2 separate regions of the Sus scrofa genome follow, and region 2 is linked to region 1. A link is a contact called in public HiChIP or PLAC-seq data. All regions are on one chromosome and are shown on one strand. The core of a region is the stretch at or near the end of the contact, and the rest is flanking DNA. Distances in the headings are between cores, read along the strand shown.

What was found. HiChIP or PLAC-seq counts read pairs in DNA pulled down with a chosen protein or histone mark.
Region 2: a contact with region 1 is called in an H3K27ac HiChIP or PLAC-seq map of skeletal muscle. The contact joins two enhancer-like sites. A contact is called at or near these places in 3 of 47 Hi-C or Micro-C datasets (heart right ventricle and skeletal muscle) and 1 of 2 datasets of contacts at active chromatin or transcription factors (skeletal muscle).

The regions. Positions count from the first base shown.
Region 1 is chr2:116,521,172-116,525,612 of Sscrofa11.1, forward strand. The region is part of intron 3 of MCC (colorectal mutant cancer protein); the gene reads left to right. Among named protein-coding and RNA genes, the nearest start is that of MCC, 240 kb to the left of the region's middle. Within about 2 kb of position 1,535, at least 4 of the 83 cell types and tissues checked have an H3K27ac peak or open chromatin away from gene starts, as enhancers often do. A contact at or near this core is called in skeletal muscle, where this site is marked.
Region 2 is chr2:116,617,050-116,621,728 of Sscrofa11.1, forward strand. The region is part of intron 4 of MCC (colorectal mutant cancer protein); the gene reads left to right. Among named protein-coding and RNA genes, the nearest start is that of TRNAE-CUC, 170 kb to the right of the region's middle. Within about 2 kb of position 2,907, at least 3 of the 83 cell types and tissues checked have an H3K27ac peak or open chromatin away from gene starts, as enhancers often do. A contact at or near this core is called in skeletal muscle, where this site is marked.

The sequences.
Region 1 (4,441 bases), core at 285-2,784:
ACTAAAAAGACTGAATAGGACAAGGATTGGCGTGAACGTGGAGGAAACAGGGCTCTGATACCCCGCTGTTGTGCAACCAGTATTGCTTACCGCTTTAGAAAGCAGTTGGGCAGTTTCTTAAAATGTTCAGCATACACACTCTGTATCATCCATTTGTTCCAAACAGCTGGACATGAATGTTTGCAGCAGCTTTATTTGCAACAGCCAAAAGCAAGAACCAACCCAGATGTCCATCAGCAAGTGAATAGATAAGCAGAGGGTGTAATAGCCACACAGTAAAGTATACTCAGTAGTGTGAACTATGGATCCATGCAGCCTTGTGGATAAATCTCAAAATAATCATGCTGAGTGAAACAAACTAGGCAAAAAAAAAAAAAAAAAAAAAAAGTGCAGAGCGTATGAGATTCCATTTATAAAAAACGATAGTAATGCAAACCGATCTCTATTGACAGAAAGCAGATCAGTGATTGCCTAGAGGAAGCAGGAACAGGCAGGGGAACTTTTTGAGGGTCATTGGATATGTTCACTCTCTTGATTGTGGCAATTGTTTCAGAGGTGTAAATATGTCAACTTTTTTTTTTTTTTTTTTTTTTTTGGCCTTTTGGCTTTTCTAGGGCCTCTTCCTGCGGCATATGGAGGTTCCCAGGCTAGGGGTCTAATTGGAGTTGTTGTCACCAGCCTATGCCACAGCTGTAGCTACGCAGGATCCCAGCCACAGCTGCGACTTACACACAGCTCACGGCAATGTCAGATCCTTAACCCACTGAGTAAGGCCAGGGATCGAACTCGCAACCTCATGGTTCCTAGTCGGATTCGTTAACCACTGTACCACGATGGGAACTTCTGTCAACTTTTCTAATTGTCTGCTTAAAATATATGCAGGGATGTGTGTGTGTGTGGTGGGGGGGGGGAACTATTATGCCTCAAAACCAAAAAGTAAGATCCAGTATTTCTTTGATCTTGTCCATTGTCTAGAATACATTGTTGCTTATAATAGGTGCTTGTTAATTAACTCCCAAAATGAATTTCTTTCAAAAATAAAGTTGGGTGTGGAGGAGAGCAGACTAGGAAAAGGTGTGAAAAACTGCTGTAAGTTCTACAGTCTCAGCTTTCTCTCTTCACATGAAGGAAGGCTGGCTGGGACCACCTTTCCTTTTCAGCTCCTCTACTTGTCTTCAGTAGACTCGTTTCTGGAAGAAAAACTAAAAACAGAGCTGGTTTTGAGCTCCAATAGTTAGAACCTTAGGGTTGTACACCTTTGTGCCCAGAAGGGCCTTAATCATGTGAAGGCGAACTTGGCTTTTTATAGGCGCGTAAACCAGACCTGAAGCGTCCTAGAAGCCAGACTGACAGCGTTGTGTTGGCCTTCACGTACACGGCTTCACATTTCTTAGCTTTCCTGTTCACCCATTTGGTGTGGCAGATGTTTTCTCCAAGTCACATTGCCACTCCAGTTTGTTTTCCTGCCTGATTCAGAGAGTCGAGGAAGGTTAAGGAAACCTGAGTGATTGCTGAACCAAATTATTTATAGATTTTGATTCTATTTAATAACGTCCCTCTGTGTTTCTGCTGGAAATGACCTCAGTCACTTTGTCTCTGGATCTGGGTGTTGCTGTTTTTAAAGCCTTCGTGTGAAATGCAATAGACCAGAGAGCTCTTGATCAGGAGGGTTGGCTTTGTTTCAATCACTAACCGGGAGCATGCGCTGAACCAGTTTTTTGTTCTGGTGTGTCAAGGTTCCTCCCAAAAGCATTGTATAGAGCAGAAAGGGGTATAAGAAAAAGAATAAGAAGTGCTGTAAAATTTGGTTGTGGTGATTGTTGTACACCTATAAATGTAATAAAATTCATTAAGTAATTTAAAAAAAAAAAAAAAAGAACAAGAAGAACTGTCCTGCAGGTCAGTTTGGCTGGTTGAAGAGGGCTCAGTACCTTTATCACAACAGAACCAAACCTTCTGGACTGTGGTTTGAGGGACATGAAGTTAAGCCCTTAACTGTATTTACCTGGCCTTCTGAGACCTAAAATAATGTCTTTGTTGTGGAAAATTTCAGCCATATACAAAGTTGAGAAAATAGGTACACAGGGATTCATTAGACTGTTCCCCAGCTGGGACTGCTTATTAAAATTTTTTTGCAATTTTTTTTATTTTTTTGCTTTTTAGGGCTGCACTTGCAGCATATGGAAGTTTCCAGGCTAGGGGTCAAATCGGAGATGCACCTGCCAGCCTACCCCCACAGCTTCAGCAATGCCAGATCCTAGCCACGTCTGCGACCTACACCACCTTTCTCGGCAATGCCGGATCCTTAACCCATTGAGCGAGAGGGGATCGAACCCGCACCCTCATGCATACTTTGTTACCACTGAGCCCCAAAGGAAGCTCCTAAAATTTCAAAATAATGAGTATGTGGCTGTCAATAATGTGCTATGACTAATGCAGTGAGAAGTGATATCTTTTGTGAGATACTCATGTTTTAACCTCACATTTCTTCAAATAGGCTTTTTTGAAAATAAAAATATCGTGCTGAAACTATTTCTAGGTAAATTTGTGGATAAATATAACAGCTGATCCTTAGTGTGTTTTCATAGTTGATCCTTAATGCTAGTAACTTGCTGTTGGAAGCCAAATCCTAGCAGGAGTTCAGGCCCCGAGGAGAGGCCTCAGGGGCGAGTTCCTTGCCAGGGGCCGTTTCCGCAAACCTTCCTGTGCACAGACTGCACGGCACCTTCCAAACAATAGCTTCCAGACTTATTTGGCAACAGAACTCTTTGTTCAAATGAAATTTTCAGCATCCCAACATTGAAAACTGCCACAAAGATAAAAGCAATGAACAGGTTTCTTCCTTAGGCATTTTATTCCAAGTTTGACAGCAAATCCCTTATTGTTTTCAGAAACCTTATAAACACTTTCAGGAGGCAGAGAACAATTTCCAAACTGCTGTCTTGCTGCATTTCTCTCTTAGGAAGATTTTTAAAGTACCCTCTGTCCTCCTCCCATCAACACAAATCCCCACTAATTACATTTTATCCATCATCTGTTGAGAATTTCTGTGGATAATCTTCGTTCTAGATTATTTCCAAAGCTGGTTCTTGAATGTTGCCTTTTTTTATTGACGGGTAGTTATTCATTTAAAGATTTTATTACAAAGAGCTAAACTGAGGTTTCCTCGCATCTAAGTACATCTCGACTTGCACAGAAGATACCGCAAATCAAATGTTTAATTATTTTAAGTGCCTGAGAAGCCATTCATATTCTAAATGAATTCTGTAGTGGGTTCATTTGTAGTGTGGAAAAAAAAAAGCTTCCTAACTTATTTGAGATTTCTTTCTTCTTTTTTAAAAACTTTTTAACCTGGATATATCACAATGCACCTATGCTTTGACGTCATGAAGTTCGTTTTTACCTCTAGGCGTTTTCTCATTCGTTGCTCATGGGATTTGTAGGAAAGAAGGGGAAAAACCCCTAATGCACTTAACTGATTATTCTGACCTACCTTCTACCCTTCTGGTTGAGTGGATGGTAGCGTCGGTAATAAGGAGAAAGCAGAGGCACTCAGTAAATCACCCTCTGCCCTCTGCCCTTGTCTGACATTCACTCTGCTCCCGAAACTCTGTTCCACCCAACCCCCAACCTTTCAGCTCAGGGACAGAACTACCCAGCAGATGTTAAGAAGATGCAGCTGTTAGAGATGAGAAAGAATAAAATTGTAAAAAGCCAGGGTACAGATCCACCTACCCAGCATACACGTTGAATGTCCTGTATCCTAGAGGAGGCGTGGACCAGCCAGTGTCAGGTTGGTGAGTAAGAGAAGCTGGGAGGAGGGCCCTGTCACTCATCTCCCCACCCTCCTCCTGGTTGCTTCTCAGGAGCTGGACGCTTGGTTAGGAGTTGTCACTCCTTTCTCAACAACTTCAACTCTGTGCACAGTCTGGTTAGCCCCGGGCAGATCAAGCTGCAGAATATGCTGAAGAATTCTGTCTCATGGGTCTACTCCCTATTTCCTCAGCACACCCCCCCACCCCCCACCAAAATGTGTTTGAGTTGGAAGAGGAGTACTTGGCGTGATGTGCGCGCGCACACACACACACACACACACACACACACACACACACACACACACACACAGCCTGTGTCCTTTCTGACCTTTCAATGTTCTCTTTTCTCCTGGGATTAGATGGAGCAGCACTTCTACAAGCAATGCTCAGTGGGCTCTGCTTGAATTCTCTGGTTTCACTCCAAAAGATAAATGACAGGGCTTTGGCTATCCATCATAGTCACATGAGGCAGCCAGAGCATCAATTAAAGGATATAGGTGGAAGGCAGAGCTTTTCCCCTAATCAGCTTAAAACTCTACTCTCCCCCGACCCTTAATTCCCAGCCGCTCCAAATATTTTAATATACTGGGGGGATAGCTGTGTGTTTCCTTTCTGTGAATTTAATG
Region 2 (4,679 bases), core at 1,657-4,156, 97 kb after region 1:
ATTTTTCCATCTGATTATGAAAGTAATAAAAATGGGATAGAAAAACTGGAAAGACAGCTTTATAATGTTTCAGTAGTGGACTCTGGTGAATTAAAACTTTTAAAAATGCTTTTGTGTTGTTCCTGAAGGGTTTTTTTTTTTTTTTAAAGTGGTTATTTTTGTGTTAAAGAAGACTATAGAATGGTGTTAAGTTGGTGTAAAGCCAGCTATTGTCAATAGCCCTTATGGGTGAGCATTTTTTTTTTTAAGAAGAAAAGAAATTGTGAGTGCTTTTAACCGGAAGCTGGCATGTACCCCAGTCTTGGATGTTAAAAGATGACTAGGAAGGTATTTATTAAAATTTAAGCCTGCAAAGGGCAGCTCGTGCAGAGGATAAGAGGCTAAAGGGAAACTTTTTGTCTTCTCTGTGAAGGGGTGATTCAACTCCCTTTTGAATTACATACGGTCAAGACAATCTCATGTAATAGTTTTGATGGTTTTACCCTGATGATTACATAGCACCATTAGTTGAGTCTCTTGTTTGCATTCTCACAGTAAATATACTTAAAAATTACCCTCTGTTCCTTCCACTGGTGATATCGTCACAATTCAGAGACTGGAACCCAGGGAAAGAACATGTCAAAAAGGTCAGACTTGCCAGGCTCCTACCTGAGTTATGATTTAAGATGAGATTTATGGTTTAAGATGAGATTTATGGAGGAAAAATTAAAACAAGGAAATAGCTGTGTCATGCTTTCTGTGTTGTGTGTCTTGGTGAGTGATTCATGTTTGAAGCTTTACCAGATGGTGGAAGAGCAAGTGTGTTTTAAATGTATACTCTGTGTGTGGCTTTAGTAAGTTTTACCAGCTCTCTAAATATTGCAGAGCTCTGATTAAAATGTGAAATATAAACGGTGATTGTGTTCGTTAGAAATAATCAAAGCAAGCTTCAACATCTGCTGAATAATTATGAAAGGTGACATTGGCACTAGATGAATAGAAGAAGATTCTTTATACATGGTCATAAGTTAATAAAGTTTTAAGAATAGCGATGTGAAGGGATGGTTGAGTAAAGGAGCCCATACCAAGGTGATAGGGAAGGCAAAGGGCTTGTGTGTTGGTTTTCTACTGCTGTGTAACAAATTGCCCCAAACCTACTGGCTTAAAACAACACACATTTTTCATCTCACTTTTCTGTGCATCAGAAGCTCAGGCCTGGCTTACCTGGGTCTTCTGCTGCAGTCAGGGTGTTAGCAGAGCTGAATGCTCATCTAAATGCTCAACTGGGTAGGAGTTCATCTCCAGACTCACTTATATCATTGAGGGGATTTCTTTGTGTGTGTAGGATTCATGGTAGCTTGCTTCCTCAAGGCCAGCAATGGAGAGAAAGATTCTAGAATAAATCTGCTGGCAAGACAGAGTCTTATACAGTGTCCTGCTGTTATGGCAGGGACATGCCATCACCCTTGCTGCACTGTGTTAGATAGAAGGCAGTCACACATCCCACCCAGGCTTGGTGAGATGGTATCACATAAAGGAGACACAGGGATGGTAGGAGCACCTTAGAGTCTGTGTCCATCACAGCTTCCTGGGGGACTTGATGAACGTCACCACTATTACCTTATACCCATAGTGATCATCACCACACTTGAGCTCTCTTTTGTGCCAGGCAGCATGGCAGGCACTCCACATGCTTGATCTCACTGAGTTCTCATGATGATCCTTCATGTAGATGGTATTAGCATTCCCATTCTACACATGAAAAAATTGAGGTTTAGGTACTTTGAATATCTTGCCTGGGGTTCTGTAGTTAGGAAGCACCGAGAATCAGGTTTTGAATCCAGGTTTTATGGAAATCCCTTGCGATACGAATCCTGTGTCGTGCTTTAAGCTGCCCAGGCTCCCCAGAGGGAATCCCATCGAGGGTAGGGGACTAGGGCACAGGTTGGTTTGGTTTAAATCTCTCTCCCCTCCCAAATCTCTCTCCCCTCCCACGTGAAACTGGTGCATGCATTTGCACCCATAGGAAACAGCCTCATGGGGAGCAGCCTGGTGGGAAACTGGCAACGATCATATAGTGTACTGATTTGTTGCTTTCAGCATGTTTCCTCTTTATTTAGTACCAACAATTATTTTAAAAAACTGCATTTTTTAAGAAGAACTACCAAAGGCAGTATATCAAAATGAGTGTCTTCCTATTGACCCTTGGAAATCGATCAGTGGTAAGTAATTCAGAACACCTTCTGTTTCTGAGCTCTCTAATTTTAGAAAGCAAAGATTCTGAATTTTTTACCTCTTGGCATTTAGGATGAAAACGTACACTGTTTTCATTAAATGCAGTGGCGAGGGCGTCTTCTTTTTTCTTTGTCTTGTGTGGGCTACAGATGGAGTTTGAATGCCTTCTCTTGGCCAGGCTCCACCCCACCCCACCCCTGTTCCTTTCTATTTGTTTACTCTTTGGGACACCACTTTGTCTGTGTTATTTTGTCACTGGCATTTCCATTTGTGCTGGGCCTCTTTGTTTAGTTGGCTTGGTTCCTTAGCCTACCCCTTGGGAGAACCCAGGCATGGACTTAGAATGAGGTTAGAAATATCCTGTGTAGTCCAGTTGTGACTTGCGATCAGTCCCATGTGACCCTGTGGCGCTACTTCTTAGCATGTTTGCAAAGGCAGTGGTGCTGACCCCTTGCCCATTTGGTCGAGAGGGTTAACAAATGAATGATGGCATTGCATTTTTCAAGAATGGCGTTTCTAATACTCTTAGGTTTGACAGCTGAGACTAATGTGATGATTAAAGATCAGTGGCCTCTGTGGAGTAAGATAAAACCCAGTGAAGAACATTAACCAAACCATAAAGCTCCTTAGCAGACCCATGCTGCACACTGCACAGGATTTTTCCAACAAGAGCTCAGGTTCTCGGGCCAGTCTGTCTCAAGGCTGACTCACAGCCTTATCCCTGGACTTCACCAGTTGCAGAGATGAGCCTAAAGGGTTTTATTCTTGGTGGTTGTAATGATGATATGGCTTGTTTTTATTAAACATTTTTGCTTATAGGCATTTTCACCAATTTATGGTGCTAGACACAAGTATTTATATAGGTTTTAAATTTGCTTCATCATCATGTTAGGAGAGCTAAAACCTAGGGGAAACGCTCAGGGTATGTATTAAGCACTGGATGAGATTCAGGAACAGCAGAATTCTATTGTTTTTTATTTTTATTTTTACTTTTTTGTCTTTTTGACTATTTTCTAGGGCTGCACCCACAGCATATGGAGGTTCCCAGGTAGGGGGTCCAATCGGAGCTACAGCTGCCAGCCTACACCACAGCCACAGCAACGCAGGATCTGAGCCGCATCTGCAGCCTACACCCTAGCTCACAGATACTGTCTACGAGACACTGTCATTTTGTGGATTTCTGTTGTTTCTTTTCAAGTGTGATGGATCATATATGGAAAGGCCTAATTACATAGGAAGAGGTATTTTTCCCATTTTATTTTGTTTATTTTATATTGTAGTATAGTCGATTCACAGCGTTGTTAGTTTCAGGTGTACAGTGAAGTGATTCAGTTATACGTATACATATGTTCATGCTTTTTCACGTTCTTTTTCCATATAGGTTATTACAGTATATTGAGGAGAGTTCCCTGTGCTATATAGTAGGTCCCTGTCAGTTACATATCTTATACATAGTATAAAATATTTTATACACAGTGTGTGCATGTGAGTCCCAAGAGTATTTGTGGCCTGTTACAGCTTCGGTCTGGTTCGGAGGGCTTCCGTGCAGATGGAACTTTTCACTCTGCCCTCCTCTTTGCCTCTGGTTCCACGTACTTCATGTGTGTTGGATGTTGAGCAGAGGTTATTTGATGTGTCAGCTTGTCACTAAGAACAGTTCACATCACTCGTTCTCTGCAAGTCACCATCTCACAAAGGCTTGTGACACAGGTTCCACAGCCTGGTCACCTCCAGTCTCATTTCTGGAGCACCCAGGAAGTTACTACATTCATATTAATCAGCTGTTGTTTCTAGGTGTGGCCCCTGCTGTGATTTCTACCAGCGTATTTATCAGATTTGCTGAGTACTTCTGTTTCATTGTTGAGTTGGGCTTAGTGGAGCGTTCTGTTTATTTTTGAAGGCTTTGTGTCCCTGCCCAGGAGCTTCTGGGCAACACCATTGGAAGCCTAGCCCTGAGGGCAAGGGGAGGACCTTGGAGGTGGTGGGTACAAAGTCTTATCCTTGCCTGCCTGCCACTGACCCCACAATTGCAAAGCTGGCAGGTACAGGGGGCTCTTGGCATTAGGAAAACCTTGCTGGAAATGAAATTAACATTCCTCTGCTGGACAGGAAATTAATCAGGGCCGTACACAGTAGGCAGGAACAGGAGCTAGACTCCCTGTTCTCTCACCTACTAGTGTTTTTATTCTTATGTAAATGAGATTAAATGCGCAGTAACTGGTGAGGGGCTAGGAGGAGGCAGAGCAGTGAAAGAAATGAGCAGCTTCCTTAGGATTTAAACTTGAGCTACAAAAAATGTTTACAGCATCTGCTGCTTCTTAGTTCGTCAAATGCTGAGCAAGGGAAGCATCCGGCTTCTTTTGTCATTGCCTCTGCATAGCAGCTTTCTCGATGGTGTGATCCACTGCAGTTTATCCATCCCATCGCCCTTCGAGGTCACCCACCTTGAACCAGACTTGTGCTCA